7 separate regions of the Mus musculus genome follow, and regions 1, 2, 3, 4, 6 and 7 are each linked to region 5. The links are chromatin contacts, called in public HiChIP or PLAC-seq, capture Hi-C and promoter capture Hi-C maps. All regions are on one chromosome and are shown on one strand. Each heading gives the region's core, a stretch centred on a gene start, on an enhancer-like site or on the middle of the called end of the contact. The rest is flanking DNA. Distances are from core to core; before and after follow the strand shown.

Evidence for each region. Promoter capture Hi-C pulls out the DNA fragments that hold promoters and counts their contacts. HiChIP or PLAC-seq counts read pairs in DNA pulled down with a chosen protein or histone mark. Capture Hi-C pulls out chosen DNA fragments and counts their contacts.
Region 1: a contact with region 5 is called in a promoter capture Hi-C map of liver. The contact joins the enhancer-like site here to the promoter of Pdgfrl in region 5. A contact is called at or near these places in 16 of 39 promoter capture datasets (the 3T3-L1 cell line, the C10 cell line, the HPC-7 cell line and 8 more), 12 of 484 Hi-C or Micro-C datasets (the AtT-20 cell line, bone marrow-derived macrophages, cortical neurons and 8 more), 14 of 115 datasets of contacts at active chromatin or transcription factors (acute myeloid leukemia, a beta-TC-6 cell line, bone marrow-derived macrophages and 8 more) and 3 of 9 other capture datasets (embryonic stem cells, liver and pancreatic islet).
Region 2: a promoter capture Hi-C map of stem cell-derived epiblast-like cells shows a contact between it and region 5, with 6 times the contacts expected there. The contact joins the promoter of Zdhhc2 here to the promoter of Pdgfrl in region 5. A contact is called at or near these places in 2 of 39 promoter capture datasets (embryonic stem cells and stem cell-derived epiblast-like cells), 4 of 484 Hi-C or Micro-C datasets (all in embryonic stem cells), 4 of 115 datasets of contacts at active chromatin or transcription factors (embryonic stem cells, pancreatic cancer cells and stem cell-derived neural progenitor cells) and 2 of 9 other capture datasets (adipose tissue and embryonic stem cells).
Region 3: a capture Hi-C map of macrophages shows a contact between it and region 5, with 2.8 times the contacts expected there. The contact joins the promoter of Fgl1 here to the promoter of Pdgfrl in region 5. A contact is called at or near these places in 17 of 39 promoter capture datasets (the 3T3-L1 cell line, the C10 cell line, the HPC-7 cell line and 11 more), 2 of 484 Hi-C or Micro-C datasets (3T3-L1-derived adipocytes and cortical neurons), 3 of 115 datasets of contacts at active chromatin or transcription factors (bone marrow-derived macrophages and embryonic stem cells) and 3 of 9 other capture datasets (adipose tissue, embryonic stem cells and macrophages).
Region 4: an H3K4me3 HiChIP or PLAC-seq map of bone marrow-derived macrophages shows a contact between it and region 5, with 3 times the contacts expected there. The contact joins the enhancer-like site here to the promoter of Pdgfrl in region 5. A contact is called at or near these places in 12 of 39 promoter capture datasets (the 3T3-L1 cell line, cranial neural crest, embryonic stem cells and 4 more), 3 of 115 datasets of contacts at active chromatin or transcription factors (bone marrow-derived macrophages, embryonic stem cells and stem cell-derived neural progenitor cells) and 2 of 9 other capture datasets (embryonic stem cells and liver).
Region 6: a promoter capture Hi-C map of liver shows a contact between it and region 5. The contact joins the promoter of Mtmr7 here to the promoter of Pdgfrl in region 5. A contact is called at or near these places in 14 of 39 promoter capture datasets (3T3-L1-derived adipocytes, the C10 cell line, the HPC-7 cell line and 6 more), 2 of 484 Hi-C or Micro-C datasets (embryonic stem cells and olfactory sensory neurons), 9 of 115 datasets of contacts at active chromatin or transcription factors (a beta-TC-6 cell line, embryonic forebrain, embryonic stem cells and 3 more) and 4 of 9 other capture datasets (adipose tissue, embryonic stem cells, macrophages and 1 more).
Region 7: a FOXA1 HiChIP or PLAC-seq map of pancreatic cancer cells shows a contact between it and region 5. The contact joins the enhancer-like site here to the promoter of Pdgfrl in region 5. A contact is called at or near these places in 4 of 39 promoter capture datasets (the 3T3-L1 cell line, embryonic stem cells and liver) and 1 of 115 datasets of contacts at active chromatin or transcription factors (pancreatic cancer cells).

Annotation. Positions count from the first base shown.
Region 1 is chr8:40,608,416-40,611,722 of GRCm38.p6, forward strand. Mtmr7 (myotubularin related protein 7) reads right to left here. Exons shown (of 14, transcript NM_001040699.1): 2 at 479-601. Among named protein-coding and RNA genes, the nearest start is that of Mtmr7, 25 kb to the right of the region's middle. Within about 2 kb of position 1,971, at least 33 of the 459 cell types and tissues checked have an H3K27ac peak or open chromatin away from gene starts, as enhancers often do. A contact at or near this core is called in bone marrow-derived macrophages, embryonic stem cells and liver, where this site is marked.
Region 2 is chr8:40,422,326-40,425,778 of GRCm38.p6, forward strand. Zdhhc2 (zinc finger, DHHC domain containing 2) reads left to right here and starts at 1,490. Exons shown (of 13, transcript NM_178395.4): 1 at 1,490-1,844. The coding sequence starts at 1,718.
Region 3 is chr8:41,212,925-41,216,620 of GRCm38.p6, forward strand. Fgl1 (fibrinogen-like protein 1) reads right to left here and starts at 2,232. Exons shown (of 8, transcript NM_145594.2): 1 at 2,162-2,232.
Region 4 is chr8:40,493,768-40,497,300 of GRCm38.p6, forward strand. It overlaps Cnot7 (CCR4-NOT transcription complex, subunit 7), which reads right to left. Exons shown (of 7, transcript NM_011135.5): 6 at 2,038-2,148; 7 at 1-348. The coding sequence ends at 220. Among named protein-coding and RNA genes, the nearest start is that of Cnot7, 16 kb to the right of the region's middle. Within about 2 kb of position 2,069, at least 5 of the 459 cell types and tissues checked have an H3K27ac peak or open chromatin away from gene starts, as enhancers often do. A contact at or near this core is called in bone marrow-derived macrophages, where this site is marked.
Region 5 is chr8:40,924,152-40,927,645 of GRCm38.p6, forward strand. Pdgfrl (platelet-derived growth factor receptor-like) reads left to right here and starts at 2,082. Exons shown (of 6, transcript NM_026840.3): 1 at 2,082-2,274. The coding sequence starts at 2,220.
Region 6 is chr8:40,633,195-40,636,746 of GRCm38.p6, forward strand. Mtmr7 (myotubularin related protein 7) reads right to left here and starts at 1,598. Exons shown (of 14, transcript NM_001040699.1): 1 at 1,504-1,598. The coding sequence starts at 1,527.
Region 7 is chr8:41,346,318-41,349,953 of GRCm38.p6, forward strand. It overlaps Asah1 (N-acylsphingosine amidohydrolase 1), which reads right to left. Exons shown (of 14, transcript NM_019734.3): 6 at 3,233-3,307; 7 at 1,771-1,816; 8 at 614-758; 9 at 1-33. Among named protein-coding and RNA genes, the nearest start is that of Asah1, 27 kb to the right of the region's middle. Within about 2 kb of position 2,289, at least 56 of the 459 cell types and tissues checked have an H3K27ac peak or open chromatin away from gene starts, as enhancers often do. A contact at or near this core is called in embryonic stem cells and pancreatic cancer cells, where this site is marked.

The DNA of each region.
Region 1 (3,307 bases), core at 721-3,220, 320 kb before region 5:
AGCTGTAGAGAAAGGGAGAGTCACCCGCTTTTGAGGACATGGCCTCAACAATATAACCATGTGCATATATCCAGTCCTAACCGGACTCAGGGCATTATTAACAACAATAAAAAGGGGAAATGAAGTTGAAACGGAGGCAGGATCAGGCACTAAGGGGGATGGAGGGATGCCTATGAGCAATGTATGAAACATTCAAACAATAACAGATGTGTGTAAAACATCCTACAAAGGACAGTTATAACACATCAGGTGCTGTCGCATGCGACACCTGGTAGGACTGAAGATCTTCCCGGCCATGCATAGGCTCCAGCAGCTTCAGCCACTGCTAGCACATTCATCCATCCCATCTTAGGGCTGTGAAGGAAATTCCTTTTCTAATACATCTCAGAAATCGCTCCCAAAAATGCCCCCAAAAGTCCACGGTCCCCATCCTGAAACCAATGAAAAACATGTAAGGCTAAAGATGCAGATGTCATACCCAGGTTTCTTTTCTTGTGTCAGGTGCATTTTCCACGAATATGACGTGAGTGGCCGTCAGATACAAAGTTCCCAGCGCTGCCTTTTTACAAGACACTCTGTCTACCAAGCGCACGTTTTCAACCTAGAGACGTTGGGTGAAAATCAAAAGAGCCAATCACAAAATATCCAGGAACCTTATATTTACTCTAAAACTTACACGGGAGAATGTCTCCAATAATTAAACCAAAATACGCCCCTTGGCTCAGCAGCAGACCATGATAATGTGTATCAAATAATAAAATACCAGTTACGAAAATGTGATTTTAAATGTGCCACAAAACATTTACGTAAGTGTTTTGGGAAGGGCAGTACACACTCTTAAGTGCTGAGCCATCTCTTTAGCTCCATGAAACACAGCTCCCTTGATCCCCTGACTGAAGTCTAATATTACAGTCTAATAATGAAGTCTAATATTTCCTTGACTTTTACACAGGTCAGTATTTTATTTCATTGTAGCTATACAACATTTTGCACATAAGTCAGCACATGCATGCATTAAAGCCTTGCATTTACATAACGACAGTGTGTGAATATGAGCTAAGTTCTATCAAAAAGAAACACTATGCTTTTCCACGCGTCTGTAAAGTGGAAGACAGGGCACGTGGATGTTTGCCTTCACATAAACGACCATAGTAAGAAATATAAAAAGGTTCATAAGGAGACCATGAAGATTGAGAACTGCTTCCATTCACTGGTGAATCCTTCTAACGATACTGGAACTCTCCTCCGAATGTTGGGTGTGTGGAAAGTATCACGTATTTGTGCATTTTGATGCAGAACAGTTTCAGGGATACTGCAGTAGGTCTGTGTCACGACACACCACAGGAAGGACAACACAACCTGTACTGGCTGTGTGGAAACAGCAGTACAATGACCTCTTTACGGAAACAGCTCCTTTTTATTTCAAGGTTTATTTTGTTTTCAGTTATGTGCGCTGGGGTGGGGGCTGTGCATCGAAGTGCAGGTGCCTTAGCAGGCAAGAAGAGGTCACTGGATATCCTGGTGCTGTGTTGGGAGCCGCCCCCACATTCGCCGTCACAAGATGGCGCTGACATCCTGTGTTCTAAGTGGTAAACAAATAATCTGCGCATGTGCCAAGAGTAATTTTCCACTACATGTACTCTGCCTTTACTCGGCCATGGGCTGCAGCCAATCAGGGAGTGATGCGTCCTAGGCGAAGGATAATTCTCCTTAAAAGGGGACGGGGTTTTCCGCCATTTTCTCTCTCTTGCTCTGCGCTCTGGCGCGCTGGCGCTCTGGCTCCTAAAGATGTAAGCAGGGGGCTTTCGTTTTTGGGCTTGGGGGCTTGCGCTCCTGCTCCTGAAGATGTAAGCAATAAAGTTTTGCCGCAGAAGATTCTGGTTTGTTGTGTTCTTCCTGGCCGGTCGTGAGAACGCGTTTAAGAGTGCTGAGGCTGCAGGAGCCTGTGAGCCACAAGACCTTGGGAAGGGTAGTACACGCCCTTAAGTGCTGAGCCATCTCTTTAGCTCCATGAAACACAGCTCCCCTGATCCCCTGAATTAAGTCTAATATTGCAGGTTTCACTTCTTCTTTGACCCACAACTATTTAATAAGCATATTTTGTCAGTTCCCTATGACTATTATTTTATTTAATTTACTAAACATTCTATTCTGAACTAACTCTAAGGACACTGTCATGAAGCAGCTATGGAAGGAAAAAATGAGGATATGTTATCTTTATAGCATTTCTTTGAGAAGGGAAACTATTTAGCTGTTTAAAGTTGTATAGCTAAAATATCTAGGGTCGGTATACGAATTAACAGTATGTAAAAATGAAATATAAATCATTTTTTTATACCCTGAGGACTAGTGAAACTGAACTTCATTCTAATACTGAACTATGGTAATATTTTACGGCGAAAGCCTTCAGTATAGACTATTTTCCCCTCAGAAATGAGAGAGTCGATGCCACTTTAGAGTATTTTTAGAAACAGAGTAGAACAGAGCGAGGAGGAGCACTTGCTGGCGGATGGGGGGAGACTTAATGGAATTATTCCCATGTCTCTTTGTTAACTTTGGATGCTGCTGCAGGAAAATTAAATTTCAAAGTTTGGCAATCACTCTGACAGGTCCCAGAGCTGTCATAAGCAATTTTGAAGCTATAGAAGACAAAAAGAAATGGAGGATAAATAAATGAGAGAGAGAGAAAAAAAACACCAAAATGACCCGTATGTTAAACAATACCAGAAATGGGTAACCAACGCGACAATTAATTTCATTCCTCAGTATACAGAGCACATGAGGACAGCCATATTCAGGGCCCACTTCACAGTCTGTGCTTAGGTAGCTGGAACAACCTCAAATGAAATAAATCCCCTCAATTCTGGCGCCACCCTGAAAACCTACTAGTTTAATAGCTGTGCCTCAGTGGTGAGCTAGCTCAAGCCTATTTAATCTCCACGGCAATGAGGCTGCTCCTATCTGAAGATGAGACCTGGGAGCCTACTTATTTCTTGGACAAAGTCATCACAACTTGCTCGCCTGTTCCAGAGACTACGGACACGCCACACAGGGGCACATACGCTGTAAGTGGCTTTTAATATATGCTAAGAAAGTGACACCCGTTTCTTCTGGATTGTGCATTTACCACAAATGTGATATTTTTAAATGAGATCCACCTATGTCATTAGTGGGATAGCACACCCATGTTATTTAGTGGCTATTGCTCTTTGCTTCCTTTGTAGGACATAAAACTCTGATGCTTATTAGTGGTGTCTGAGATCTGCTCAAATGACTCTGGCATCCTAGCAAGTGTTTAAGTCCTAGG
Region 2 (3,453 bases), core at 240-2,739, 500 kb before region 5:
TTCTTAGTTTCCCCTCCGAAAATGCCCTATTCCCTCCCCTTGCTCCCCAACCCACTCATTTCCGCTTCCTGGCCCTGGCAATCCCCTATACTGGGGCATAGAACCTTCACAGGACTAAGGGCCTCTCCTCCCATTGATGACCGAATAGGCCATCCTCTGCTATATACGCATGAGTCCCACCTCCTGTTTTCTCTGATTGGTGGTTTAGTCCCAGGGAGCTCTGGGGGTGCCGGTGAGCGAGGTTGTTTCTGCGTTGATGCAGTAGCTGTTTCAGGAACATTGGCTTGATATTTAATCCAGTCTTGGGAAGATAATTGAAAAGCCAGGAGGACATAATTGGAGCTGGGTTTCTATACTTCAGCATTCTTATCACGTTTATCAAGTAATTCTACCCAATCTGGTTGTGTGGAGTAAATATAGTATTCATTAATGATATCTGGTACCTGTTACACATACTAATTGTTTATATAATGGGAGGAGTAATCTCAGAAACACGTTCCTTTCCCATTCACCAACAATTAACTGTGGGATGTTTGTTCTAACTACCATTAGAATCACGTTCCAGTGGTTTTGACAACCGCTTTAAACTCTACTATATGCTAAATTTAGAATCGCTATCACAACCAAAATCACTGTCAGGCTGGATAGGATGGGAAAGAACGCAGAGAAGGAATCGCTTGGCTCTTGGGAGATGGGGACGGTAAACTTTACTCTTAGAATCACAAGACAGTTTAACACAAAAAGAGAGAATCTTCTCTCAGCAAAGATCTGCCAGCCCTAACTCTAGTTACTGTCAATGGATTCACAACGTAAAATTCAACTTGCTCCCTCTGGCTAGGGCCTCTGGCAACCCTCTTCATGGCGATCTGGGCACCTAGGTAGGCGTTCTCATGCCCAAACACCATCATTTCGCTGGTCTGTTCTGGAAACTGACCGCACTTTGGCTACTCTCAGCCAGTTTACTGGCACCCACAAGTTAAAGCGAGAATTTTCCTGACAGATGCAAGGGTGAGGGCCTGGGCGCCTAAGGACTTGGCGCAATCCTCCCTGGGCCTGGCCGGTGAGGAGTGGGATAGCAACTGGCTGGTCCCGGGGGCGGGGCGAAGAGGGGCTGACGCTCGTCCTCCTACAAGCGACACCTTGCAGCTCGTCCCCCTCCGATCCGCGCCCTGGGAGTGGCTTGCGGCTGGGGAGGGTGACCCAAAGCGAGTGTCAATTCTCATCACAGTCCCGCGATCCAGGGCCAAGTGCAGGGGCGGGAGGGCCAAGGTGGGCACCGGGTCGCCACCTCGAGCGCCCCTGCGGTGGCCCAGGGCAAGGGCGCACGGGTAGCCGAGAGTCCGAGGGCGCCGTGGGAGTCCGCGTCCGGATCCCTGCACCCGCCCGAGGGCGCAGCCCGCCGCGCAGTGGGAGGCAGCGAGGCGGGGACCGGGCGGGGACCAGGCGGGGGCGGAGCGGAGCTTCCCGCCGCCTCGTCGCCTTCGTCCTCCTACTCTGAGCCGCCGCCTCAGCCCGGCAGAGCAGCGGGAGTCCGCGGCGCCCGCTCGCTGCCGCGGGATGGGGAGCTAGCGCCACGGCGGCCGCGGTGGCCGCAGCACAGCCAGCCGCCGCCCCCGGGCCTGTCCCGTCGGGTGCTCCGGGAGCCCCGAGCCCGGCCCCGAGCCAGGCCCACGGGCGGCGGCGGCGGCAGAGCTGGGCAGGTGTCTGCGGCTGGAAGATGGCGCCCTCGGGCTCGGGCGGCGTGAGGCGGCGGTGCCGGCGGGTGCTCTACTGGATCCCGGTGGTGTTCATCAGCTTGCTGCTGGGCTGGTCCTACTACGCCTACGCCATCCAGCTGTGCATAGGTGAGTGGGTGCCCGCGTCCCGAACCCCACACGCTGTCCCCTCGCGGTCCCGGGACTACAGCCCCGCTCTGCGATTGCTTCCACTCTGTGCATCCGCTGGGTTCTCCCCACCCCGCCGCGCGCCCTGGGCGCTTCCCAATACCTGCTTGCCTGCCGCCCCAAACCTCTCTCCCCACCACCACCACCCCAAGCGGAGGTCAGCCGGCCTCCTGGAGACCTCCTGCACTCTGTCACTCCCTTGGTCTCCCCTTGCCGCTTTTGGGTTACTGGGTCACCTCCACCCCAGGACGCACGGCCAGGAGTACCCCCTTCTGCCTTTTACTCACCACTGCCACCCCAGCCACACCCTCTCACCGAGCAGGACAGAACAGGGGACCACTGTGGTCACTGAGGCTGGGAAGCTGCCCTGGAGGCCGGAGAAGCTGCCCTGAAGGCTGGGCCAAGAATCAGAGCTGCGCCAGATATGCGATGGGGAAACACTGGCCTTAACCTCGCTCGGATGGCAGAGCCAGCTTCTTTTCTGATGGCCATAGACCCACTTTTTAAAAAATGATAACAGTACTCACGAGCGTTGTAACCGCCTGTGTGGTTTGAGGGTTGATAATTAGCCACTTTCTAATTCAAAAGGAGGCAGGAAGGGCGAGCCACTAGAAAGTATCTTTCGAAGACCTGTGAGAAATATAGAAGACTATAGTTTAGATGCTGGGAAAATAGAGAGCGGGGCAGGAAAACCATCATCTGAAGTGCATAGCATCCAGAGAACCAAGTGCCCCAGTCCAAGATAAAGCTCCTGAATTGGTGGGTGGGGCACTTTCAGCACTGAAGATTTGTTTTTTTAAGGTTGATTATTCATAAGCAGGGAATACAGTTATGAAGCTTAATGTAAACTTTCTGCCTTAGGAGGTTCCGTGAAAGCTGATGTGTGTTATCAGGAAGAAATGTTCACACAGGGGATGACTCTTCTGCCAGGGATACGTGAATATTTTGTCTGATGTTTACCCACTGAACTTACTAACCTTTGCCCTAACCAAGTACTAGCCTAGGGTGGGACAAGGAGGAAATAGGGTCTGTTTCCTTAAAGCTTTGCAACTTGAGTAGTTTCAAAGCTTCGTGCATGAAGTGCAAAACCTTCTCTGAAGCCATCTCAGCTCCAAATGTCGGTCCTATGAGAAATGGTGTCAAGATGATAACACCAAAATAATTTTGACATCACTTTCAAGATAATTGAACCTATCTTCCCATTTCATATAGTTTTAAAATTTGCTATTATTACCTTGTCGACTAGATTCAGAAACAACATTTTAATCCCAATTAGGTGAAAATTCTAATTTTTGATTTAAAGATTTTTAAAAGTGGTCTATACTGACATCTTCCTGACAATGCATAAGAATATGTAATAAGTAGTCATGTACAATGTACAGGAAGAGCGTTAAAGAAAGAAATTAAAGTTTCTGTATTAACAGTTAATCTGTAAATAGGTTGCTTACTGATATATACTGTATATGTTATGTAACTATTGGGAAACTTTGTACTGTTTGATTCCTTCATCTCTGGGAAATAATAACATCATTTGTTGCAAAAGAGGAATGCCCTAGAAGGCCTTCACTGT
Region 3 (3,696 bases), core at 982-3,481, 290 kb after region 5:
GTCAGCTAATGGAGGGATCATAGGGCTCCCAATGGAGGAGCTAGAGAAAGTAGCCAAGGAGCTAAAGGGATCTGCAACCCTATAGGTGGAACAACATTATGAACTAACCAGTACCCCGGAGCTCTTGACTCTAGCTGCATATATATCAAAAGATGGCCTAGTCGGCCATCACTGGAAAGAGAGGCCCATTGGACTTGCAAACTTTATATGCCCCAGTACAGGGGAACACCAGGGCCAAAAAGGGGGAGTGGGTGGGCAGGGGAGTGGGGGTGGGTGGATATGGGGGACTTTTGGTATAGCATTGGAAATGTAAATGAGTTAAATACCTAATAAAAAATGGAAAAAAAATATAGCAAAGGATAAAAATCTCAATTTAATACCCAACACTTTATTTGACGATCTTAAAAGCATTGAATTCTCAACAGCTGTACATCCAGAGAAACATTTTTGTTTTAATGTTCAACATGCTTGGCCGTTAGGGATAGACTAATTAAAACTACTTTGAGGTTTCATCTTATCCCAGTCAGAATGGCCAAGTTAAAGAAGAAGAAAACCAGCGGCTAGCATGGATACGGGGAAAGAGGGACTATTATCCACCACTGGTGGGTAGAGGGAGAATTTTGGTTTTTTTAAAAACCCATTCATGTTATGCAAATATGTTTTTGTTTTAATCCCAGGTGTGGGGTATGGGATGCTTCAGATTGTCCACAGCAGCTAACTATGATTCGTCTTGTGGTCTGGCATGGGTGTGATACTGCCAGCTGAAGATATTTTATGTTTGGAATTCCAGGAACTCTTGCGAGGCTAGAAAAATGCCCTAGCTCCAAGAGGCTGCGGCAGCTACTGGTCTCTGCTGCTGCTGTTTGCCCGTCTTTCTTGTTGGCTGGATGACTGCCTGTTTCTAGTTGTAGATATCCTGATGATGGAAGATTGGTTTTCCTCCAAGGAACTTGATGCCACTACTCATCAGGAAGTAGTCTAAAGAGACCTGTTCTCCTTTCCCCTCTAGCCTTCTTTTTTGCCTACCCGGGATTGGGCGGTTGGAAGGGGTTGGGGTAGAGAAGAGTGGTAGGTAAAAGAACCTAATAAAGTAGCCAAAAAGTATGGTTACAGGTAGGAGTATAACTGGTCCAGCCACTATGTAAAGGTTCCTCAAAGAGCTAGAAGTAGATCTACCATGAGATCCAGCTGAATCACTCTGGATCAGATACCCCAAAGACTATAGTTTGCTGTTACGGTATGAGTACACCACGGTCATTGCTGTTCTATTCATGGTAGCCAGGAAATGGAAGTGGCCCCAATATCCAACTATGATGAATGGATAATGAAAACCTAGTAGTACACTGACAAGAGTCCTACCCACGAGAGTCACATTCTACCACTGAACTGCACCCCCACCTTCTTAAAATGATTTATATCAAATAAGAAAGCCTGTCTGAGAGCAGATATTTGAAGGTAATTTCAATGCATACCTTTATAATAATTTGAAAATATAATGATTTCTAATTCAAAATACCTAAAGCAAAAATACTATAAAAGAAATACAACTAGGCATAGTGAATGATAAGGATCAGGATGATGTTATATAAACTAGATGTACCAAATAAGGATGGTTTACTAACATGAATAATGAAGACTAGATTGTCAGTGCAGCTGTGTCCAATCGGAGAATGTTGTATTGATTTTATAATCTCCATCAGGGATTTCTACCCTGCCTTTGATCATTCATTCAGTTCCCAGATAATATATATTCATAATTATTTATATTTTAAATATATTTTACATTTATAATAAGTCTTAAAAGCACTAGAGCTGGGCAGGTATCTAGCCTCTATGTCTATTTCCCTGCAAACAACCCTGAGATATGTCTTGCCATATTTCACCTTGGCCAGTCTTACCCTACTCTGTTTTTAATTCTGTAGGCTGAAATGGAAAGTTCTACTGTGAATCCCCATCTAACTCATTTGAAATACAAGGAGACTAGAAACTAATTAAATTCTAAATCTCTCCTCCAAGTTGCAAGCAACTCTGCTTTATTGTCAGTCATCTCAATCTCTTTCGAAAGCCAAAGGCTACTTTCTGAGTCCTGGTGTCTGCCATTCGCTGTCATGAAAGAGTCACCATTATTACAGTCCAGTCAGCAGTACAGATAATAACTTACCTCAAGTCAAAATGAATCAGGACTTAGCTAGGCTCAGTCCATCCACACAGAGCCTCCCAGGAACTTCTAACTGAAGTCAGAATTACAAACGGTTTTCCCCATTATTTGATTAGAGGCAGGCAAAGTTGACTCTGGCTCTAATCCAGAAACAACATGAGGAAATCAGTTTTACTGGAAGGAATAAAAAACAAAAAACAAACAAACAAAAAAAACCAAAAAAAACCAAAAAACCAAAAACAAAAAAAAACAACTGGAGGGCAAGCTCCAATACTTTTTTTTTTTGTCTTGTTTTGTTTTGTTTTGTTTTGTTTTTTGAGACAGGGTTTCTCTGTGTAGCCCTGGCTGTCCTGGAACTCACTTTGTAGTCCAGGCTGGCCTCGAACTCAGAAATCTGCCTGCCTCTGCCTCCCAAGTGCTGGGATTAAAGGGGTGTGCCACCACCACTGGCCCCAATACTCTTATATTCTCAATTTCTCCTCCGTGCAGGACATTTTATTGGATTACATATCTTTATGTCAGCCTTTTATAGTTGTGTTCATCCAGAGAATTTTATACTTCATCCTAAAAGTCAAAGCCATCTGAAACTTTGCCTTACAGATAGATAGTAAAGTTAAGAAACTGCCAGCTGCAAAGGAGGAAACTAAAGTATCATTTCAACTAAGACAGGGACAGAGGCTGCGTTTTTCTTAGGTATGAAAACACCACCACCACAAGCTTATAACGGACGCAATGGACCCATCAGTTTACTTGATCCTTTTTTATTATGATTTTTCTTTATTCTTGAGAACTTCAGATATGAAAACATGAAATATGACCATATCCACATCCCATTCTCCTCCAAGTTTCCCCATGTCGTCTTCCCAACTTCACCTTTTTTTTTTTTTTTTTTGATACCACCCTAAATTCCCATCAGGGCAGCACATGTGTGCATGAATCTGGGACTGTCCATTAGTAACAGCGTTCTCTGATATGTAAGATTGTGCCCCTTCCTGTAAGCATTAGCCATGCTCTTACTAGCTGTTCTTTTTGCTTTTAAAGCCTCTGGAGCCGCTTTTATTGTGTAAAAGGTAACTTTTTCAGTTCCACTAATCTTGTGTAACCATCTCAGACTGGAAACCAGGTGATCGCTTCTCGTCGATTTTGATGTAACGCAAGCAGTTGTTTGCCATCTGTTCTGTTGCCCCTATTTCTTAACTCAGATTCCGGTAAAAAGTAGAGTGTTTCCCTTCTGTCCTAGGTGAGTCACTGAGCAGAGAGCTTTGCCTGTATTTGACCTTCCCATTAAACACTTTCTGACGATTGACTTAGAAAATTTGGAAGTTCTTATAGAAAAGTTAGTCCCAATGGCTTAAAAAATTAACAATAATAAGGCAATGACATTTAGGCTGAAGTGATCTACACACACAGGAGGGATGAAGTTATGGCATTTGAAATAGTAGAGAATTCAAACCGCTGATATTAAAAGGAAAGCGTGGAATTTTAAAGCTAATGTGACAATGACCACTGTGGTGAGGTTAGTATTTTGAATGTATCTT
Region 4 (3,533 bases), core at 819-3,318, 430 kb before region 5:
ACACAAGCTTGATAAGAAGTGTATTAAATTAAGGCCAGATTTAACCTGAATGTACTTTAATTTATTAAGATCATAGCTAAGAAAGGCCATACTTATTACTGAAAGCAGAGAAGGTCTACAAAAGGGGGGGGGTATTGCCTATTATTTAAGGGATGATAAAACCTATATACAAGCATGTGTGTAACTCGTATAAAATAAAAATAAGAAGACTATTTCCTGTCATGACTGCTTGCTGGCTTCCTCTTCATATGCATTCCCTGTGCCGTTCTGTACATAGGATGAGCCAGAACCAAGGCCATATAAGTGACCACAGTATTTGGCATCATCAATGTGATCTTCAAAGAACATCTAAAAAGAAAATTTTGAAAGAAAAAAAAATCATCTTAAGCAAATGATACAACCTGTAGTTTACATCTCAACACTGTAATTGCTACTAACTCTTTCTGTGATGTTCCTTTGAGAAGCTATGCTGCATATTTAATAAATAAGACTGACTGATGCCCTTAACTACAGGCCTAAAGGACACGTTCTAAAAAGCAAAAATATTTTTCGTTAACATTTACCTCATTTTAATAAGAACTTATGAGCATAAAAAACATGGCAGACATTTTCATTTCTTTAACATAACAAACTTCACAGAATATGAGAAGTAATGTCGAGAAGGGGAGGAGACATTATACCATCTTAGGTTGTCTTAAGTCTAGGTGCAAGGGTGAACTGACTAAAATTAACAAAATCCTAAGCATGGTATAGACAGTAAACCTTAACACTCTCACTACATCACTGTCCTTGAAGAAGACAATAAAAAGGAAAATAAGGATAACAAACTGGTGCCAGAATTCCACCACTGACTAGCCATAAGACATTTTAAAATAAAAATCCAGCTAGGCAGTGGTGGTGCACGCCTTTAATCCCAGCACTCAGGAGGCAGAGGCAGGTGGATTTCTGAGTTCGAGGCCAGCCTGGTCTACAAACTGAGTTCCAGGACAGCCAAGACTAAACAGAGAAACCCTGTCTCAAAAAAACTAAAAAAAAAAAAAAAATCCAAAAGGTGGTCCTATACTGAAACTAAGTTAGTTACGTGAGTGGACAATTCAAATAACTTCTGAATCAATACTACCTGGCAAAACAAGTCAAATGCGTTCTGTCAATAGCATGTTTTTACCAAGAGAATATACTCAAAATAATTCCACAGCAACTATTTCATAAAAATGTGTTTCTGTAGGCACATTTTATATATATATTTGTACCATTTATACCAAACTAAAATAGGACACACACACACAGTGTACCAAAAATAGAATACATGTGTGTGTGTGTGTGTGTGTATATATGTGTGTGTGTGTGTGTGTGTGTGTGGGTATACAATTAAAATTTGTTTATTATTATCAGCAATGAAGTAACCACGACATCTATCACCTAGTTATCTATCCTAAAAACACTCAGTTCCACTACATATCATCCTTCTACTCCTAACAATTTTATACTTGAATTCCTGATAGTTTTGACTCAACTATATGTCAGACTTCAGATTTAATTAATACCTATATATTCAAAAAGCCTTTAAGACTTAGTAAAAACTGTTAAGTTCTACTTTATAAAACCTTTAAAGCAATGAAGAATGACATGAGCAAATCTATTTTCGCCACCAGTTTCTAGAAAAAGAAGGTACGACTCCCTGGCTCGTATGGGGTCTAAGAAAGTTGAGTTCCCTCACTATTACCTTTTTAGCTTAAAAAACAGCATGTTCATATGTACATGATCTCTACAATCACCTAATTTTTTATTCTATAAACAACATATTTCAGTAGAATAAATAATGTTTTTTTATTCTATAAAGAGTTTATTCTATTTCCTTTTGCGTTACATTTCAGGAGGACTTATTTAACATTTTCATTCAAATGTGGTGGATGTAACTTATATAGTACCTCTATTTATATCTTCACTTAGTAGGTTCTTAATGCCCAAAACTTTTGTCATCAGACCTTTAATGTTCTCTACCTAACAACCAAGAAAAAGGCACTGATGTCTTCATACTTCTCTCATTTTGAAAAAGGCCATTCCTGTAAGCAGTGAGTCAGATCCTGCCTGGTGCTGAGGGCCTATGCGCTCCAGCTCTAACTGCTCAGCAACTTCCTGTAATCCACCCTAGAAGGAAGAAAAGTTGCTTGTCAAATAGAGAGGACTTTGGGACTGGAATTCACAATTACAGATTTAGACACTGACAAAAATATGAATACATTTTTAATATGTAAAGATGAACCTTGTAAAGATGGCAAGGGGATTGATAAAATATGAATCTGTAATTTATCTGTGGACTATAAAAGCCTTTTTTTACCAGAATATGAAATTCTAATAGGAAAATTTTATTTTAATTATACATCTTAAGGCAAGTTAAGCATGCCTTAACAACTTTCCAGAGATATGAAGGAAGTAGATCATATTCAGGGTAACAGTAATAAACCATACTCAGTGTCATTAAAAATATCTGCATCCCCTAAAGTATTTAAAACTTAGTAAAACAAAGACAACATGAGTGTTCAGACCACTGTCATTGTCAATCTACCACATAATTTCCATTTTCTCAACTAAAAAGAGAATTTTACAAATATACAACTCTTTTAGAATGGTTGCTCTGATCTGCTTATATTACTATAGCTATGACTGAGAAAAATAACGAGTGTCAAAGGAAAAGAGAAGAAATAGACAGACACAGAACAGACTACCAATCAACTTCCTCCTTAAAATACAAAGCCTTTACTATCCTGTAGTCACATCCTAGCCTGACAGGACTCCTGCCAGCAACGGTTTCTAACATTGTGTGCACCATGCATCCTTGGCAGCTGCTTAGAACACAGCAGCAGACTAGATATGAATGACTGGTAGCACCTTATTGCTAACATACACTTTTAATGTGAGCAGCTCACATAGCACTCAATAAAATATTTGATATTTTTAGATATTTCTGAATATATAGAAGAATAAAAAATTAGGACTCTGTTTCTGAAAACTATCATTATACCAAGCTGTCAATTAAAAAAACAAAATACAGCCGGGCATGGTGGCGCACGCCTTTAATCCCAGCACTCAGGAGGCAGAGGCAGGCGGATTTCTGAGTTCGAGGCCAGCCTGGTCTACAAAGTAAGTTCCAGGACAGCCAGGGCTATACAGAGAAACCCTGTCTTGAAAAACCAAAAATAAATAAATAAATAAAAGAAACCCTGTCTTGAAAAACCAAAAATAAATAAATAAATAACCAAAACAAAACAAAACAAAACAAAACCAAAAACTTCCAGAGCCAGCCAGGTGGGAGCCTTAGATTCTCAGCATGCCACTCATCAGTGTAAGTAGTCAGAATACTCTGCTGGAGTTCACTTATGAGGAAACCTCAAATGACACAGGATTCTGTGACTTTCAACTGACAGTCATGAGATAATCTTTCAAGAAGTTCTCCTAGTTATTTGGCACCACACCTACAACAGTGACAAATTACTTCTGTCCTACAATTCTCAGTAAATTGTTGAAACTAAAGC
Region 5 (3,494 bases), core at 832-3,331:
GAGGGTCTTAAGCCCATGCCCACAGTGACACACCTACTCCAACAAGACCACACCTCCTAAGTGTGCCACTCCCTGGGCCAAGCAAATACAAACCCATTACCTCCATTTGTCTTTTAATGTAGGTCAAAGTAGAGAAGTATTCAAAAACACTGTCCTGCCATTCGAAGCTTTCTAGTAGTAGCTTATAGACACTATGTCAAAACTTTCAGATTTCTTTTCGATGCACTTAAGACAGGAGCAGCCAACTGGAAGACAAAGGCCATCCAGGCAAACTCAAGGCTACCTGTTGTTCCAAATCAAAGAGAAACTGTCATGGTTCGGGGTTCTATTATTCTCTAATCAGTGATTCTCCAAGATGCCAGAGTCTTCCCCAAACTGCTCATGTGTAAGCACCAAGAGTTTCACAGCCCAAGAAAAGTCAGGCTTGCACGACAAATGTTTCTGAAGTGGCTTACATTGACATGAGGGTATGTATATAAACAACTCGTAAGAGGCACTCTTTGGATACACAGGAAAACATGAATCACTGAAACTCTGCAGCAGAGGTAGGAGAGGCAGCGGCAGGCAATCTTAGACCAGAAGTTCCTGCTTTTTAGTTCCCCTGTCATTGGATGGCTTTTGCTGCAAGTATGCAGCCGATAATGGTACGTCTTTATCACCTGATGCTTCCTGGCATTGAAAAGGTCATTTCTTTTTGCCTCATGGAAATTATGTAGCTGGGGTCCTTGTCTTACCCTATGTTACCTTTGATGACTGACTTGGGGAATAGCAAAGATTTTGACATTGCTTCTAAGAACCCCTCAGAGTACGCTGGCAGAAATATGCGCCCAATGGAGTAGAAGCGGCATTAGCAGTAGTTATTTTAAGTAGACATCTTAGTGTTTTCTATGACTAAGATTCTCATTGCTCCTGTTTTGACAAGCACGGGGGCACCCACCTTTAGTTCCAGTACTTGCAGGGTGCAGAGGCAGGTGGATCTCTGTGAGTTAGAGGCCTCTCTATGGTGTGTTCAAGGACAGCAAGGGCAAAGTAGAGAGACCTCAAACAAATAAGAAATGTCTGACTTTAAAAAAATAATAATTTTGTAATCCGTCTTGATTCTATTTAGATGGAAGATTATTTTGAGAAGTTAAATGTCTTTATTTAGGGAACAAGCAAGGAATGCCCAATATTTAGTTTTTTTTTTAAGTTTATTTTTCTAAGCAAATTCTTAATAGTGTGCACTAGTTTGAAGGGATTTTTTTTTAACTAAGTAAGACCAAAAGGAGCAATGAGAATCTTAGTCATAGAAAACACTAAGATGTATAATTAAAATACTATTTAGAAAACAATCCATGGGCAAAAAAATAAAAACCATATAAGAGAAGGACTAACATTTCACTCTGACTTTTGATGGCCCAGGACTGCTAATAATGCTCTTCTCCTCCATTGGGCGCATATTTCCTCCCAGCGTACTCGGAGGGGTTCTTAAAAGGCCTTTCTAGACTTAGGTCCACACTGACAGCCCGCTCTACCGCAACCGGAAGTCCAGTTCTTTCCCCATACTGTTCCCGCTATCTGCTTATCCTCCCGTCTCCTCTCTTCTCTCTGGTTCTCCATTTGTTAAGCTCATACAAGCAGTTGCTGTGAGCCCCTCTGACTGCAGACAGGCAGCCCCGTCCCTCCCCACTATGACAGCTCCTTCACCTGCATAAGATGCGCAGGTTCATCAGGTCCAGGACTAGATGCGCTCTTACCCTGTCTCTGACCAGGCCTAAAAGGAGCAGCCACAACCAACAATATTTTTTAATGCGATAGCAAACCCATTTTTTTTTTTTTTTTTTTTTTTAGTGCAAGTAAGAGAACACCTGGGGACCAAGAGAAACTTAAGACGCACTTTTTTGCTAAGAAGCAAGACCCTACCAGAGAAGGTGGACTGATTCCTGATTCCATCATCTAGGTCACCTTAGGCCTTCCTAGTCATTTGTCTTCCCAGTGCTTGGTAATAGCTCTATCCGTCACCACTCCACCAGGGGGCAGAAGAGATCACATTACACAGGGGAAAAAAATTTTTTTTAATCTTCTTTTTTTTCCCCCAAATTGTGTTTCCCCCAGTGAAACCGAATCCTCCAGCTGTGGTGTCCCAGGCGCCGCCTCCCCTCTGCGCCCCTGCCCTGCCCTGGACAGCCTGTCGCGCCGTCTGCAGTCCTGAACTATTCTGCAGGTCACCAGCCCTGAAGATGAAGTTTTGGCTGCTGCTCGGACTTCTGTTGCTACACGAAGCGCTGGAAGATGGTGAGTGACTCTGGCTTCTGACCGCCTTCGCCCAGTCCGAGATTCTCTCAGCAACTCCTCTAACTTTTGGCCATAGGGATCGTCCCCAGCGCTGGTCACCTTCCGGTGTACCTGGCTCGTCCTAGAAGGGTCCCCTTTCTTCTTTTCCTTTCCCCCATCGCCCTGAAGAACTCCTGTGAAGGCGGCGGTTGCACTGACCGAAAGAGCCTATCAGGACTTCTCTAGCCTTATCAGAAAGCCACAGGCGATCGAACCGATCTACCCCATCTTCCCCAGACGGAGCCTGGTCCAGCCCCCTGTGTCAACGTGTCGGTCTGATGGCGCGCCCGCAGTGGCTCGCTTCCACCTTTATACGACCGATCCTCGCCCTGGACTATTGTAGCCGGTGCCACCTAAGCAAAGAGATTCTTGTGGAAAATTCCCTGTGTGTCTTCCTTCCCCATTACAGTCTTGTTTTGTTTGCTTGTTGTTGTTGTTGTCGTTGCTGTTGTTGTATACCAATCTGAACTAAAATCCTGCTAGATTTGCCTAGGTCTTTTAACAACAACAACAACAAAATGCTGCACTAAACCAATTTAAAAAAAAAAAAAAAAAAACTAGACCGCAGTTATATTTTCCGTATAAATAAGAGGATGGATGGAAACAAAGCCTACTTTTTTTTTTTGTAGCACATAGGAGGGCCTTGCATCATTTAATTTTTTAAATTGCATTTAGTGTGTGTGTGTGTGTGTGTGTGTGTGTGTGTGTGTGTGTGTGTGTGTGTGTGTGTGTGTGTGTTTGGGAGTGTGTATGCTACAGCAGACTTATGAAAATCAAAAGGCACCGTGCAGGGGTGAGCTTCCTCCTTGCGCTATGGTAATGAAAAGGAGCCACTTCACCAACCACTACATCACTTTAAAAAATGTTTATTTGAGATGTGTACCTGCCCTAGGTCCATCCTGTATTGTAGACAGATAACCGTAGGATTAGGCTTTATTACGTGTGTGTGTGTGTTTGTGTGTGTGGTTTTTATACACTATACATTTTTTTAAGTACATATCACTGCTAATTATTTTAATTTAATTAATTATTTTATTTCCTGCATCATTTATTTAATCGTTGCTGTTTGCATAGTACATCTGGCGACCGATCTCAAGGCTTCCTTAAAATTCCTCAGTTACTGCCACAAATGTGCTCCTTAGATTTGGTTGAAAAGTGTCTTGCTGTTATGCAATCCCATG
Region 6 (3,552 bases), core at 348-2,847, 290 kb before region 5:
CAGCCAGGGCTATACAGAGAAACCCTGCCTCAAAACAAAACAAAAAAATATAGAGATATGGCTTTGTCTGAGGTGAAACAGAGTAAAGTCCAGAAAGTGATATCGCTCTCCCAAGTTGACACCAAATAAGACAATGCCATCCAGTGCCAGGATAAATACCCTCTCATCCCCGCTGCCGACATCCACATAAGACACCACCTGTACAAAGGGCCCCTTCATCATGAAAGAGGAATGCCCTTGGCAAAAGACAAAGAGAATCATGGGTTAAACTCATCACTCTTGAATAAATTATTTAGTACCACTTAAGACCTGAGAGCCCTGAGCCACGGATCTTGTGGTTTATGGCACTGTCTCCTAAGTTTACAACTTCCTGATTGTAAAGTAACAGTTTCATTCCATGGGGCAACGTCAACACAACTGAAACTCACCGCTGGAACTGACGGTCTCCAGCAGGCTAGAAGACTAATTCTTCCATGAACACAATATTAATGAGGCTTTTACTAAGAGGTATGGGCAACCATCTCTGAATGTAGGGATAAATTCTTGCTGGATAAGGAGCAAAGTAATTAAATATACGTTCCCATGAAATGATAATAGCCCTGGGATCACATGACTTCTGTGCACTCGGATATAATTTTAGTCCAAGTCTGTCTGGGACCTAGATTTTAAATATAAGATGATTCTGAAAAGACTGTGTGGTGGTAACTAAGAGAGAAACAACGGGATTTTTAAAAAGGTCTTCCTTCCCAGAGGTTTTTAAAATCAGACAAGAATCTCTATCATTATTTTAATTCTAAATTATATTGCAACAAAGAGTGGCAAGGTTTGGTACTATGGCTAAGGCTTCCAGTCTTAATTAACTGTATAATCTGGAAATAATCATTTCTGTTGAGCGGCAAACGCCGGTGTGTTTTAACACACACTCACGGGTGAAATCTATACGCAGCATCTTCTTCCCAAGGGGCCAAACAAACGGGAAAGAGAAGAATACGCCATCATTCAGTCATGGCAAATATGTATCCTAGGCTCAGCTGCAGGTCCCTAGCAGCTCCAAAATGGGAAAGGATGCTTCGGGTGAGTCCAATCCTTAGCTTCAACAAGCTTCCAAGTTCATTCAAACCATCTGTCTATAACGCACTTTCTTTGCACCTGCTATTCAAGAGCTTGCTTCCTTTTCAACTGCTCAGAGCTACCAGCACCTTCTTTAAATGAAAATATTTAAAGAAAAACCGTTTATCAGCACCCTGTTACTCAACAGACAAATGGGGTCCATTCCCTCCTGCCCACCCCTGCGTCCACTGCGCACCACCTCACCCCCAAGGACAAGAGATTAGCGCCAGCTAGGCCTGTGAGCTAGCAAGAGAAAGACCGGCCTCGCAGTGCTCTGGGAGATGCTAGGGCGCCGCCAGCTCCTCCCTCGTTCGCGGTCCAGCTCCCGGCCGGGCAGCCCCGTGCGCTTAGCATCCCTCCTCCTTCTCTGCCTCCTCCGCCCGGGCCACCAACCTTGGGCGTGCGGATGTGCTCCATGGCGGGCCCGCGTCTGCAGGGTCCCCGGCGGGCGCGGCCTCACGCACCTGCGCGCGCGCGTGCGGCGCAATGGGAAGGGCGGGGAGGGGGCTTCGGCGGCCGCGGGCGTGGGCGGGTCCCGGCCTTGGCTCCTCCTCCAGGTGCGCCGGTGGTGCTGGGCGCCTGCGCGGGCCTGAGATCGCGGCTCTGCGCCTGCTCGCACCTGCGGGTCTCACCCTTGGACTTTGCTCTCCTTTCCGCTCCCTCTCTCTGGTGGAGGCTCTCACTGCCCAAGTCACTAGGTATTTTTCCAGATGGGGATCTTCAAGCTGGCTGCGGTGGCGCTTGCCTGTAATCCCAGCCACTCAGGAGGCTGAGGCAGGAAGATCATTTGGGTCCAGCAGCTTGGAACAGTAAAAGAGACATAAAGATACCCCCCATATTTTCTTTTTTTAAAAAAAGAAAAATCAAAACCCAAAGAGAGTCAGGCAGCATAAAACGGTAATACTGTGGCACCACTGTTTCCTAAGGCACAAAGAGGGCCTTGTGTTGGGTGTGGTTTCTTGGAGAGATGCGAATGAATCTGTGAAGCTTTATACCCTCATTGGCTGCCTTCCAGAGCATCCGAAGATAGGTGGAACTTCAGAATGTGGTAGGGGGAAAAAATGACTGCACCCTGATGCAGTATGCATAGTCTACTGGGTTCTGGATGTATTCTGGCACAGGCTCAGTCAGCAGAGTCTTTGGGGTGAAAGTGAGAGTAATACCAATGTTGTTTGTGCCCTAGTACTAAGGTTGCTGTCAAGTCAGACATCTCACATAACCATGTGACTTCACTGATGGAATCTTGATAGAGATGTGAAAACCCCAGATCCTGTGTTAGGTACATATCGGCTGTCTTTTCCTAGCTGTAACTAAACGACAGCTAGAGACACAAAGTATCCACTATGAGGTCCCTTTAAGGCACCAAGGGAATCCAGAGACTAAAAACACCCTCTGCCATACTGAAGTTTCATAGAACAGTTCTTGGAGTAGTATTTGTTTCGTTGTTTTCCTGGCCCTTGTTTATGACATTGTTGTAAATTCTTTGACCTTACACATTGTTTTTGATTTTGTTTTTTTTTTTAATCTCCTGTTCAATACCGGCATATTGCAACCTTCAAAATATGTTTTCATTAATGTCGAATTCATTTTAAAATTGTCACATCCCCTTTGCACGTTTTGGACCATATTCATACTCCTACCACCCGAGAGGGTAGATTGGAACAAGCTATAAAACATCACTTGTAAATGACAAGAATAAGTCAAAGTGTAATTTTCCCTTTTGTAAAGAACATCAGGGGTAGTCAAAGAAAGTCCCGCTTTAGTCAGTAGTACTTTCTGGTCTCGATTCAAACCAGCTCCAGTATCCTTATTTATAGACTGAAAACATCATTTCCTGTCTATATGACCTCATCTCCAAATTAAATTTTATGATATAATGAGCTTACATCTGTTTGGAGGGAATATTCTGAATCAGACAGACATCCTGGAATAATGTGTTTTCAGTATTCTGTCTTCTGGTAGGCTGATAAATAGTGTACTGGATCAGCAATTTTTACACACAAATATTATAGTACAGATTTGAAAACATCTATACATAGGTAAAGAGAGATGTCTGAACAATTCAAGATTAGTCTAAAGTGTTGATGATTCAAAAATCATGGTACTTATTTAAAGACTCGTAAAATAAGCACTAGGTTAAATTAATCTATTATAAGCCAATTATTAGGATAAGTTAACAGAATATGATGGAAATATTATAATAAAAGAGAAACAAGTTTCTACTAACTGCAGTTTGGCTTAATCTAATAACTCCCTAAGGATTTTTTCTCAGCTTGTCCTTTAACCCCACAGTTACAGAAGTTATTCAGTGATAAGGTCTAGTCCTCAGTAACCCGGTGAAGTCTCTCGTACTCATAACACTACTATATATCCCCCAGGCTCTCTGTTTTCACTACTCAACAGCCGGTAGAGTGGAAGACACTGAAGGTTTTTGGTTTTGTT
Region 7 (3,636 bases), core at 1,039-3,538, 420 kb after region 5:
GAAACGTTCATTTAGTGAAAGACTGAACAGTCCCTGAGAAAGACAAAGCAGTGCGGTCAGAAATGTCAGTGTGCTCCGGAAGGCCCCATCTCTGCACCAGGACAGCTGTATACAATGACCTAAACTGTCTACTGGGGACTGTGATATGAGTTAGGGAATTAATGGCCACACATTTAAAGAAATGAAAAGCAAAGTCATGAACTGACCATGACTTACGTAAGTGAACAAGAGACCCACGCCTGACACCCACTTCTACTCTGAGACCTTGAGAGCCAGTCACATGCTCTGTATCCTCAACAGACACAGGATCCTTTCTACTTTTCTGTGGTGTGAAGTCTCAGAGTTAGAAAAGTGATAAGGACAAGGGAATAAAGTAGGGCTTCAAACTCTCCATCTGCTGAGACAGGTCTCAGTGTGTAGCCCTGGCTGGTCTGGGCACCACTATGTAGACCAGACTGGCCTTAAACTCACTGACACCTGCCTCCAAAGTGTTAGAACTGAAGAAGCATGCCACCATGCCTACCTTCATATTCTGTTTTTGTCCTCATTTTCTTAGACTCCCAGACAGTAAAACCAGGACACAAAACTGTTTATAAAGTTACATATTTCTTACTGGTTTGAATCCTGTCAACATGCCCACATATCCAACAAAACTTGTAGCCTTGAAAACAGTCTTATTGTTTCTTTGGAAGTCCAAATTCACTGTTAAGGGCTTTAATTCTTCTGTGACAACCCAAGTGTTATTATTTATATTCCACCTAAAAAAGATAAATGTTGCTGACATTGAAGACAAAGACGAAGGTGAGAGTCCAGCATTACATAGATGCATGTTTGTCACTGAGTCTTAGTATGGAATCCAAGATGGCTTCAAACTTGTAATCCTCCTGCCTCAACCTTCCAAGGGCCAGAGTTGCAGGTCTGAGATGCTATGTCTGGTTACAGGAGCTTCTTCTAGCTGGTCACTTAGGATCAACCTTAACAGAGCCTTGAGTGTACTATGGTGGATTTGAAATGTTACAGGCCCAGTCCTCAGTGAACTGATGTTCAGAGGTAAGGCTTTAGGGAGTGATTAGATTAATCTACTGATGGGTTAATAAGCTGAGAGATTATTGGGAGATAATGCCAACTTAGGAGCTGGGTCCCGTATGAAGGAAGCAGGGTCCTGGATGGATACCCTCGGATGTATACCCTCGGAGGCTACACTGTCTTTACTGCACTCCTCTCTCGACGAGGTAAACAGCCTCCTCTGATACCTGCTCCAACCAACACGATGCTCTGAGGCCTTATTAGCCTTAGAAACAGAAGAGCCAGCTGACCATGGACTGAAACCTATGAACTGTAAGCCAGAATAAACATTTCTTCATCCAAAAACAGGGTGGCTTCATCCTTTTTCCAGGGGCTAAAACTTGATGCTCAGAAAAGCTGACTAATTCTGGTCACATCAACAGCGAGACCTAGATTCAGATGACGATCTCTATTAGAAAGCCATCATGTTTTCATAAAGGCCGAGATGGCAGACTTCAGCAATAAATGAAAATAAGGATCTGCGCCCTCAAGCATGGTCCAAATTCCTGTCCACTGCGTGCAACTCTTGCGATACGCCTCCTAAGTGACTGAGACGCCCCAGGTGCCTGCCTTTCTAACACTAAGGAATCCCGTCATCCTCACCCACGGCTCTCCTCTGCGCATGAGGGGCGTTTACTTTTCATCAAGGTAATTCTATCATCTACTCTTCTAAGGTAGTAAAAGTAGGTCAAGTTGCTTACTTACCCAAGAAATATTCCAAAATCCATGTTTCTCCCATGTAGTAAATGACCTTTTAAGAAGAAAGTGAGAGAGACATGAATCCACAGTTAAAATACAATGGATTCTTAATACATGGACATAGGCAGCTGTGAATATTCACATTCAAAACTGTTTTACCAAGCAATGTATAATAATTAAGAACCCTGGCTGCCAGGAAAAAGCCTTAACAAGTTCAAACTGGTGTTACAAGCACACGTTAGATATCACAGTATCTAAAATCTGACTCAGATATGGAAACAAATCAATGGTTATTCCTTGAACAACTGCAAAGCAATTCTGCCAGGACATAACCTCATAATACGACTTACCCAGTTCCTTGATTGCCACCTACAAATGGACATCTCAAGTCTTAGGTGTAAGTCAATAGCCAGGGTCATGTGTCTTGGTGTCCAGCCAGGAAAATCTAGGAAAGTGAAGCTCTCACACACAGTGCTTGCTGACTAAGAAACTATGAGAGTGTTTGTTCTGGGACTCCAGAAAAACCTCTGTCACTGCCTGAGGTGGCTTGGATGAGAATGGCCTCCACAGGCCCAAGTATTTGGATGCTTAGTCATCAGGGAGTGGCACTATTTGAGAAGTATTAGGTGTGGCCTTGTTGGCGGAAGTGTGTCATTGGGGATGGGCTTTGAGTTTTCAAAAAGCCCGCACCAAGGCCAGGTTCCTGTTCTCCCCCCTCCCTTCGGCCTAGAGATCAGTGAGGCTCTCAGGGGTTTGTTTCTCCAGCACCATGGCTTCCTGCCTGCTGCTAAGCATGATGATGATAATGGACTAAGCCTCTGAAAGCAGAAACAAGTCCCAATTAAATATTTATTTCATAAGAGCTATCTTGGCCATGGTCTTTTCACAGATTGAATAGTGACCAAGACACTGCCTCAGCGCGGGTAGCAGAGGCCCCTGGTGAACACTTCCTTCTACTCAGTTATACAGGTGGGGATAAAGGGACTATGCAGATATGCAGAAAACACAAAAGTTTCTGAGGGGCTGGAGGCATGCCTCGGTGGTTAAGGGCACGTGCTGCTCTTAGTGACAGCACAGGTTTAGTTCCCAGCAGGCACTTGGCAGTTTGTAAGTGTCTGTAGCTGCAGTTGGGAGGGATCAGATGCCCTCTGCAGCCTCCTGGAGTGCCAGACATGCGCATGGTACACAGTCAACACATTAAAGCAAACACTCAGACACTTAACATGATCTCTTTTACAAAGAATGCTTCTGGTCTAGAACACTTCTTCCACATTTTCCACGTCTCATTTAAAGTTTAATAAGCATTATAGTAATCTTAAAATAAGACTAATTTTCAATGCACTTATAAGAATTTACCAGGATATACTAAATGATATATAACAGACACACAATTGAAATAGCAAGCCTACTTAGCACATGTTCTAACTTATTCTAAAAAGTACATTGTATGATGTTCTCTGCAGATTACCTTTCTCATCTTCAGTTATGATTGATGTACACATGGTAAACAATTCATAGAAAATGTTGAATGAAATAATCTCTCCTGTGGGGGAGAAAAACCAGGGAAAGGTTTTGCTGATGTTAACAACCATGACATTAAAGGAAAACGCCATTCACCTTTGAATCTGAAGGTGTGCGGCATGCTTCTGTCTTGTTAAATGCTAACATTCTGTGCTTAGCCTGCATTTTGACCTCAGCCTAGCTTATTCTCAGTTTATTTATGTTTTGATGAATCTCAGTATTATCATGAACTATTAATCTATTTTTCTCTAGAGTTATTTATATTTGGTAATTACTTGTGATAACTCTTTATATAAGACTTTCTTCTCATGTAGATGACAAGTATATATTTCCAGTATTTTATTTTTTAAA